2 separate regions of the Sus scrofa genome follow, and region 2 is linked to region 1. A link is a contact called in public Hi-C data. All regions are on one chromosome and are shown on one strand. Each heading gives the region's core, a stretch centred on a gene start, on an enhancer-like site or on the middle of the called end of the contact. The rest is flanking DNA. Distances are from core to core; before and after follow the strand shown. Region 1 overlaps NBL1 (neuroblastoma suppressor of tumorigenicity 1). Region 2 holds the start of OTUD3 (OTU domain-containing protein 3).

Region 1 (4,026 bases), core at 1,064-3,563:
CCTCAAGGTGCGCCCTGGGTGCGGTGGGGATGCAGAGGGAGGGGGCTCCTGCAGGACTCACCCCTGCTCCCCCCTGGGCCCACAGAACTAACTGGGGTGTCCCAGGTGGGCAGGCTTCTGGGGATCTCTGGGTTTCTTGGTCTCATGAGGCGTGTGTCTGCCGCAGGCCCTTGGGAACATCTCTGCCCTTCTCTGCTGCCCTCCCCAGGTGACCTTGGAGTGCCCTGGCCACGAGGAGGTGCCCAGAGTGGACAAGCTGGTGGAAAAGATCTTGCACTGCAGCTGCCAGGCCTGCGGCAAGGAGCCCAGTCACGAGGGGCTGAGCGTCTACGTGCAGGGCGAGGACGCGCAGGGCTCCCCGCCCGGCCTCCACCCCCACCCCCACCCCGGGCAGACCCCCGAGCCCGAGGACCCCCCTGGGGCCGCCCACACCGAGGAAGAGGGGGCTGAGGACTGAGGCCCTCTGCTCTTCCTCCCCTCTCGTTCCCTGTGGCATGCTGGGTCTCGCCCTCCCGGGGAAGGGTTGGGGGAGAGGCCGAAGCCCCCCTTTGGCACTGGATGGACTTGGCTTCAGACTTGGACTTGGAATGCTTCCCGGTTGCCATGGAGATCTGAAGTGGGAGGGGGGCCTGGCACCAAGCTGCACAATTTAATATATTCCAGAGTGGGGGGAAGAAGCAGAGGTCTTCAGGGTTCTTTTGCGTGGGGGGGTGGGTCTCTTCCTTTCTGCCTCCTAGAGATGTGCCTTGGGGAGGGGGTGGAAGTTGGCTAAGCTGCTGCGTTGGGAGGAGGCTGTCCAAGATGGCAGGAGCCAGGCCAAGGCCCGCACGGCCCCTGGTGGGGCCGGACCCTGGGGGTGCAGATGGTGGCCCTGGGCCCTGAGCTGAGGGCGGGCACCTTGCCAGCCACAACCCGGAGGGCAGACTCAGAAGACCACTGGCAGAAGCAGGAAGCTCTAGCTCCACAGGCCTTCCGCCCCATTCCCCCTCCCTGGGGCAGCTTCTTCTGGTGGCGCTGAGGTGGCCCTCCCTCCGTGGCATGGTTGGGAGTCAGGCCTGGGCAGGACCCTGCTGACTCATGGCCCTGGAGCTGGGAGCCAGGCCGCCTGGCTTCCTTGTCTTTCCAGGGGCAGAGGAGGTGAGGGAGGAGGAGTCCTGCTGGGCCAGCGGGAGGCGGTGACCCCCTGGACCAGACGCACGGCCCTCCTTGCCCTCTCTCGGATCTTTGTCTCCCGCTGCCCCCCCACGTCCCGCGCCCCTCCAAGCTGACGGAGCCGGCCTCACCCCCTTGGGAAGCTCTTTCTGAATATCTGACGGTGGGGAGAGGTCTCCCTGACCCAGAGGTTCCCAGGAGGGACCGGCTGGGAAGGACCCTGGCTGAGCCCCAAGAAACGAGGAAGAGGAGGGGCGCGGGTTCATGGGCCGGCTCTCCAGCTGCCCCGTACCCACCTCCCTCCTCCCAGCTGCACTTTAGCCCCAGAGGCAGTGCGGGGCCCTGGGGGCGGGCGAGCGGGCAGGGAAGGATGCCCTCCAGGACCCACAGCCGCCTGCGTCTGCCCTCTGTCCCCAGGGCTGCTGCCAGCCCCTCCTGCCCCCCAGGCCGAGGGGTGCCCACCCTCACGGCTGTTCCGACAAGAGCTTCTGGAGCTTGTAACCAGTAGATTGTCTCACCCCCAAACCCTCAGTTTTCTCATGAATAAATTCGTTCAATGCCTGTGTCCTCCTCACTGGCTGGTTCAGCTGGGCTCCCCGAGGGGACGGAGTCGGCTGCACATCGAGCCCTGAGCAGACCCACTGGCAGCGGCGCCGCTCACAGCCGCTCCCTGCATCCCAGTGGCCTGCGCTTTCCTGCCCTGTTGTGCCCCCCACACCCCCCTGTTCCCACCTCCTAACTTGGGCGTCTATGTCTGGTCTCCAATACACCTGTGGCTGGGCCTCCAGAACCCCTTTTCTGACGTTGGCCCTTCACCCCTCGGGCTTGCCTCATGGCATCTCTTCACCCTCCCAGTGACCCAGCATTAGCCCTTCCCTGTACCCCAGCCTGGCTTGGCTTCTGGAGAAGGGGCAGCAGACCCGAGCAGTGGTCACAAGTCGATATACGAGGTGGGGTGCTGTGCCGAGTAGTTGACATAAAATTAACTCGCTTAATCCCTGCCACCACTCCGTGATGCAGACACTGCCCTCGTTTTACGGAGGAGGCATCTGAGGTACAGAAGGATTGAGTAACTTCCCCGGGGGGGAGAAATGTCTCCAATAGGTCTTGTGCCCAGTTGAGAAATAGTTCCAATAAGACTTGCACGCAGCCATCTGGTTGAATCACTCTTCTCGGTATAACCTTCGTAATTGACATTTGTTGGTCACCTACCACATGCCAGGCTGAGCGGTGGACAACGCTGTAGTGCTTCAGCGGAGCTTGGAGTCCCCCAGATTCTCCATCAAGACTGGGCTGGTGGTGTGGGTAAACGCTATGATTTCTTCATTGCAGGCGTTGCTCTACCCACCAATACCAAGCAGTTTATATATGTTATTTCTAATCCATGGAGGATGTTCGTTTTGTAAATATGAGAGCATTTGTGGGCGATTCGCCCAAGCTGGGAAGCAGCAGCGCCCGGATTCCAATCTAGCGCCCTCTAGCAATAACATGTTGTACTACACACGATTTCCTTTGGATACCAAGCCTTCCTTCCCTTCATGGCTGCTTTGCACCGTTGTGTAGGTTGTGTACTGCCCCACTACAGAATGGTGCTTCTTGCAGTTGTGCAGGACACAACTATCTCGAGTGGCCCTGTGTCCCCTGACATGGAATTGGGTTGGAGAGAAGTATAAATTTCCTGCACGCAGACCTCAGTGACCTCTCAGGCAGAGATAAGCCCTGGCTATTATGTGTCATTCTATATATATTCTATATATGTGTCATTCTACACAGCTGGAGGTGGGCAGAAACTGGAGGGTGCAGAGAAAGTACTGCGGGGCTTCCGAGGACTCAGAGACCAGGTCTACGTGAAGGACTTCCTGGGGGCAGTGTCCTTGGGATTGGGCTTCAGAGATTATCTTTGCAGGATGAGCCTTGGTCAGGAGCTGCCTCCATCCTATGTATGTAAAAAGGTGAGGTATAAATTCATAGATATGTAAATTAATAAGAAACTGGTTGGAAAGGAGGCAGGAAGGTGGATGGGCCTGGCTGGCGCTAGACCTGGAATGCTAGCCAGAGTTCAGACTTCACACTCTTTGCAGTAAGGGCCGTGGAGGTGTCTGCACAGAACAGGGTTTAAGCTAAAAGAAATGAGGTCTCCTGTGAGGAGGTGGAGGGGAAGGCTGGAGATCTGCCAGAGGCTGCAGTAGTCCCAGCAGGAGGGGCTGGAGGCAGGAATCGGGTAGGGATTTTGGAGCGCTAGGGGGTGGGGCCTTGGTAGAGAGGCGGGGTCACATAGGAGAGGCCCTGCTGATTGGATTTGGAAGCAGGAATGGGAAGAGCCAGGTTTGCTGGAGCGGAAAAGCATCGCTAGCTGGGCCAGCCTGCCAATGGGAGTGAGATGTGGAATAGTGATGGCCAGTTTTTCTTTTCCCAATCTCCAACTGAACGATCAAGACAGACCAGAAGAAAAAGCGCAAGCCCCCTTCACCATTCTCCCCCAACTCTCGAAAGGGCAGAAAGATTTAAAATCTTTACGAGGGAGGACTTCCCGTCAGGGCGCAGCGACTAGGAACCATGAAGTTGCAAGTTTGATTCCTGGCTTCGCTCAGTGGGTTAAGGATCTGGCGTTGCCGTGAGCTGTGCTGTAGGTCGCAGACGTGGCTCAGATCCTGCACTGCTGTGGCTGTGGTGTAGGCTGGTGGCTACAGCTCCGATTAGACAGACCCCTACCCTGGGAACCTCCATATGCTGCGGATGCAGCCCTGAAAAGACAAAAAAGACCAAAAAAAAAAAAAATCTTTACAAGGGAAACCTCTGTCTATGCTGGCCCCTCTCTGTATCATACCCACCTCACTCCCAGGGTCGTCGAGAGCTTTGCACGAATCAGTGTAC
Region 2 (4,026 bases), core at 640-3,139, 170 kb after region 1:
GAGCTATTTGCTTTCCTTTAGTAAAGACTTTGCTTGCTTGCTGCCTGTGTGTTCTCGGAGTTCATTCTTTGACTACCGTGAACGAGAACCCGGATTCTGGTATCATCTTTCTGGTATCAGTGGTTCAAGGGTGGGGATTGCTGGTAAGGATCAGGTCGTGTTCGGGGCCTGTATTCCTTTTTTTTTTTTTTTTTTTTAGGGCTGCACCTGTGGCATGTGAAATTTCCTGGCCTACACCACAGCCACAGCATCACTGGATCTAAGGAGTATTTCCAACCCATGCCACGCTTACACTGGAGCCTTAACCCACTGAGTGAGGCCAGGGATCAAACCCGAATCCTCATGGATACTGGTCAGGTTCTTAACCAGCTGAGCCACAATGGGAACTCCTTCTGTGATTTCTTTAAAATACTGGTTCTTAACCAGCTGAACCACAATGGGAACTCCTCCTGTGATTTCTTTAATCTGGCCTTGGGGGGGGGGTGTCTCCTGATGAGTTTCTGTGATTCTCAAAGTTATCAAACAGTGACCTCCTTTCCGGAGTGAAGGATGCTTCATCAAGCAGTTAACGGCTTCCATTAGTTGGGGCTTTTTTTTTTTTTTTTTTTCTTTTGTCTTTTTAGGGCCACACACATGGCATATGGAAGTTCCCAGTCTAGGGGTCCAATCTGAGCTACAGCTGCTCCTAAGCCACAGCCACAGCAACACAGAACACCAGTGGTGTCTGCGACCTACACCACAGCTCATGGCAACACTGAATCCTTAACCCAGTGAGCGAGGCCAGGGATCAAACCTGGGTCCTCATGGATACTAGTCAGGTTCATTAACTGCTGAGCCACGATGGGAACTCCCAGTTGTTTTTAGTTCAGTGGGATAACTCAAAGATATTGTTATGTATATTCCCTGAAGAGGAACCAGGATCCTGCCCCAAGGCTGCACTATTGTTTCTTTTTTCTTTCTTTTTCTCTCTCTTTTTTTTTTTTTTTTTGCTTTTTAGGGCCGCACCCGCGACATATGGAGGTGCCCAGGTTAGGGGTCTAATCAGAGCTACAGCTGCTGGCCTGCGCCAGAGCCACAGCAATGCAGGATCCGAGCCGTGCCTACCACCTACACCACAGCTCATGGCAACACGGATCCCCAACCCACTGAGCAAGGCCAGGGATTGAACCCACAACCTCATGGTTCCTAGCCTGGTGTTATAGTGAGCTGTGGTGTAGGTCACAGACTCGGCTCGGATCCCACATTGCTGTGGCTGTGGTGTAAGCTGGCAGCTACAGCTCCGTTTCAATCCCTAGCCTGGGAGCTTCCACATTCCTCCAGTGCAGCCCTAAAAAGACCAAAAAAAAAAAAAAAAAAAAAAAAAAAGAAAAGAAAGAGGGACCAGGACAAAGGAGAAGAGGGTATTATGCAGGAGAGAGGGGATTACTGACGGAGTTAGCTTCCAGGGTAGGTGGATGTCGTTTAGGGTCACCCATCAACCCTGGTTTGCTTGGGGCTGTCTCTGCTCTAAAACTGAAAGTCCTGCGTCCCTGGAAGACTCTTAATCCGGGCAAACCTAGATTGGTCACTTCAGAGTGGAATCAAAATTACAGAGGAGACAGTGTTCTGGACAAGGGCTACCTCTCCCTGCGTTATGAGCGAAGGTAGAGAGGTAGAGAGGGACAGGATTAAATAAAGTCCACGGGCTTTAAAGCAGTGATCGATCTCCTTGACCTTTTCCTGTTGCGCTCTCTTTTGGGTCCAACTGGCTCCTCACTTGGAGTACCACCCACCGCTAGGGGGAGGAGCGGAGCAAACAAAGACGGGTGCCCCTCTAGCTCTCTCAGGAGTGCTCTCTATGGCTCCTGTTCTCCTAGCCGGGGCGGGGGTGGGGGGCGTTCTGTCACGTGACCAGGTACCCAGAGCCGGCGCAGGCGCGGTCGCCGCGTCCCCGTCGCCGGGCTCTGTCGCCCGCGCCGCTTCGGGTTTTAGGCACTTGAGGCGGCTGCCTGACGGTCCTGCGGCTTTTCCTCTTACCGCTGCGGGCCGCAGGGCCAAGGCCATGTCCCGGAAGCAGGCGGCGAAGAGCCGGCCGGGCAGCGGCAGCCGGAAAGCCGAGGCCGAGCGCAAGCGGGACGAGCGCGCGGCGCGCCGGGCCCTAGCCAAGGAGCGGCGGAACCGGCCGGAGTCCGGCGGCGGCGGCGGCTGCGAAGAGGAGTTCGTTAGCTTCGCCAACCAACTGCAGGCCCTGGGGCTGAAGCTGCGGGAGGTGCCGGGGGACGGGTGAGGCGGGCCCGGGAGCGCGTAGGGGCGGTGGGGCGCTGCGCTTGGCGACTGTCGCGGGTTCTCGCCTGCCCATTCATCGGGCGGCCCAGAACGCCAGCCCCTTCCCAGTGCTGGGGGGTCCAGCAGCGAGCGAGGCGGCCAGGCTCCTCCCCTTGAGATGCTCGAGTAATCCCCAATTGCCTTGATAGTGGCAAAGGCCCCAAGCAAACAGTAAAGGGGTCCGGAGAGCCCCGTTAGATCGATGTCCAGGAAGGCTCCCCTGAAAGGTGACATTTAAGCTGAGATCTGAAGGAATGAGATGGAGCCAGTCAGTCGAAGAGCTGTCATAATGACGATCTTTTAGAAAGCGGTGCAAGCCCCGGTTGGTATAACGCTTGGCCTCCTTTGAGTTCTTATTACTGTTGGGTATTGCCCTCCTTTTACACTTGGGAAATGAGGTCTGTGAGGGCCTCTTGTTTACTGAGCTGAAAGCAGCTTCTCTAATTCTTACCTTCGTGGGCTTCAGTTTTTCCTCTGTAGGCAACCACACTTCCCCAAGCTTGCTTGGGCTTTAGACTGGAATCCAGTTTATTTAGAGAATATGGGATGAATAAATGGGATGGGAGGAAGGGAATGAGGGAGGGAAGGAAAAATGGCCTCAGAAAAGGGGATGTGGACCCAGGAGCATGGAGGGCAAAAGGAAAAGTGTAGGGGAGATAAATTAGCATCCCAGTGTAGGGATAGATAAAAGGAGTCTGGTTGCCAGAGTTTGTCACTCTGGAAGAGACAGAATTAACAGCCCAGCTGTCATTTGGGGGCTCAGATAGGGCAGAGGGAAGAATAAAATGAAGCTGAAGACCATGCAGAATTGCCTTAGCTGTTAGGCATGGACGTGGGGGAAGAAAGTATTTCTGGATTTCACCTTATATTGCAAGTATTTTCTGGCTTTCACCTTATGCTAATCAAAACTGTTTATAACTGTTTATAATTGTTACTGGCTGTAGGTTACCTTTTCCACTTTTCCTACGTATGCACAGTGCTTCAGGCAGGTTGGATTTAGAGCTTGATTGCAGTTTATTCACCACCACCTGGCACAGTGTCTGATACTCAGAAGGCATTCATAGCATTTTTTTTTTTTAAATGGCTGCACCCACAGCATATGGAAGTTCCTGGGCCAGGGCTGAATCTGAGCTGCAGCTGTAGATCCCTTCACTCACTGAGCTGGGCCAGGGATGGGACCCATGCCTCCGCAGCGACTTGAGCCACTAAGTCGTATTCTTTACCCAGTGCACCACAGCGGGAACTCCAGAAGGTATTCAGTGCATTTTTGTTGAATGAATGAATGACAGAAATATCATAAAGGAAGGCCAGCTAGACCCTCAGCAGGGTCCCTCAAAGGAGTGTTTTCTTTTTTTTTTTCTTTTTTTGTCTTTTTTTGCCATTTCTTGGGCCACTCCCGTGGCATATGGAGGTTCCCACGCTAATCGGAGCTGTAGCCACCGGCCTACGCTGGAGCCACAGCAACGCAGGATCCCAGCCATGTCTGCGACCTATACCACAGCTCACGGCAACGCCGGATTGTCAACCCACTGAGCAAGGGCAGGGACCGAACCCACAACCTCATGGTTCCTAGTCGGATTCGTTAACCACTGCGCCACGACGGGAACTCCAGGAGTGTTTTCTTAGTGGGGTTGCTACAGTTAAGAGCTTGCTTTACTGGGTCTTTTATCCTAGTACGGTGATTTTGTCAGATACAATTTATTAAATATTCAAGGCTTTCCT

What was found. Hi-C and Micro-C count contacts between places; a contact is called where the count stands out from the background.
Region 2: a contact with region 1 is called in a Hi-C map of embryonic fibroblasts, with 4 times the contacts expected there. The contact joins the promoter of OTUD3 here to the enhancer-like site in region 1. A contact is called at or near these places in 1 of 5 promoter capture datasets (liver) and 12 of 47 Hi-C or Micro-C datasets (alveolar macrophages, brain, embryonic fibroblasts and 8 more).

The regions. Positions count from the first base shown.
Region 1 is chr6:78,069,893-78,073,918 of Sscrofa11.1, forward strand. NBL1 (neuroblastoma suppressor of tumorigenicity 1) reads left to right here. Exons shown (of 4, transcript XM_021095466.1): 4 at 209-1,717. The coding sequence ends at 457. Among named protein-coding and RNA genes, the nearest start is that of HTR6, 5.5 kb to the right of the region's middle. Within about 2 kb of position 2,314, at least 10 of the 83 cell types and tissues checked have an H3K27ac peak or open chromatin away from gene starts, as enhancers often do. A contact at or near this core is called in alveolar macrophages, embryonic fibroblasts, omental adipose tissue and 2 more, where this site is marked.
Region 2 is chr6:78,239,715-78,243,740 of Sscrofa11.1, forward strand. OTUD3 (OTU domain-containing protein 3) reads left to right here and starts at 1,890. Exons shown (of 7, transcript XM_021095472.1): 1 at 1,890-2,262. The coding sequence starts at 2,042.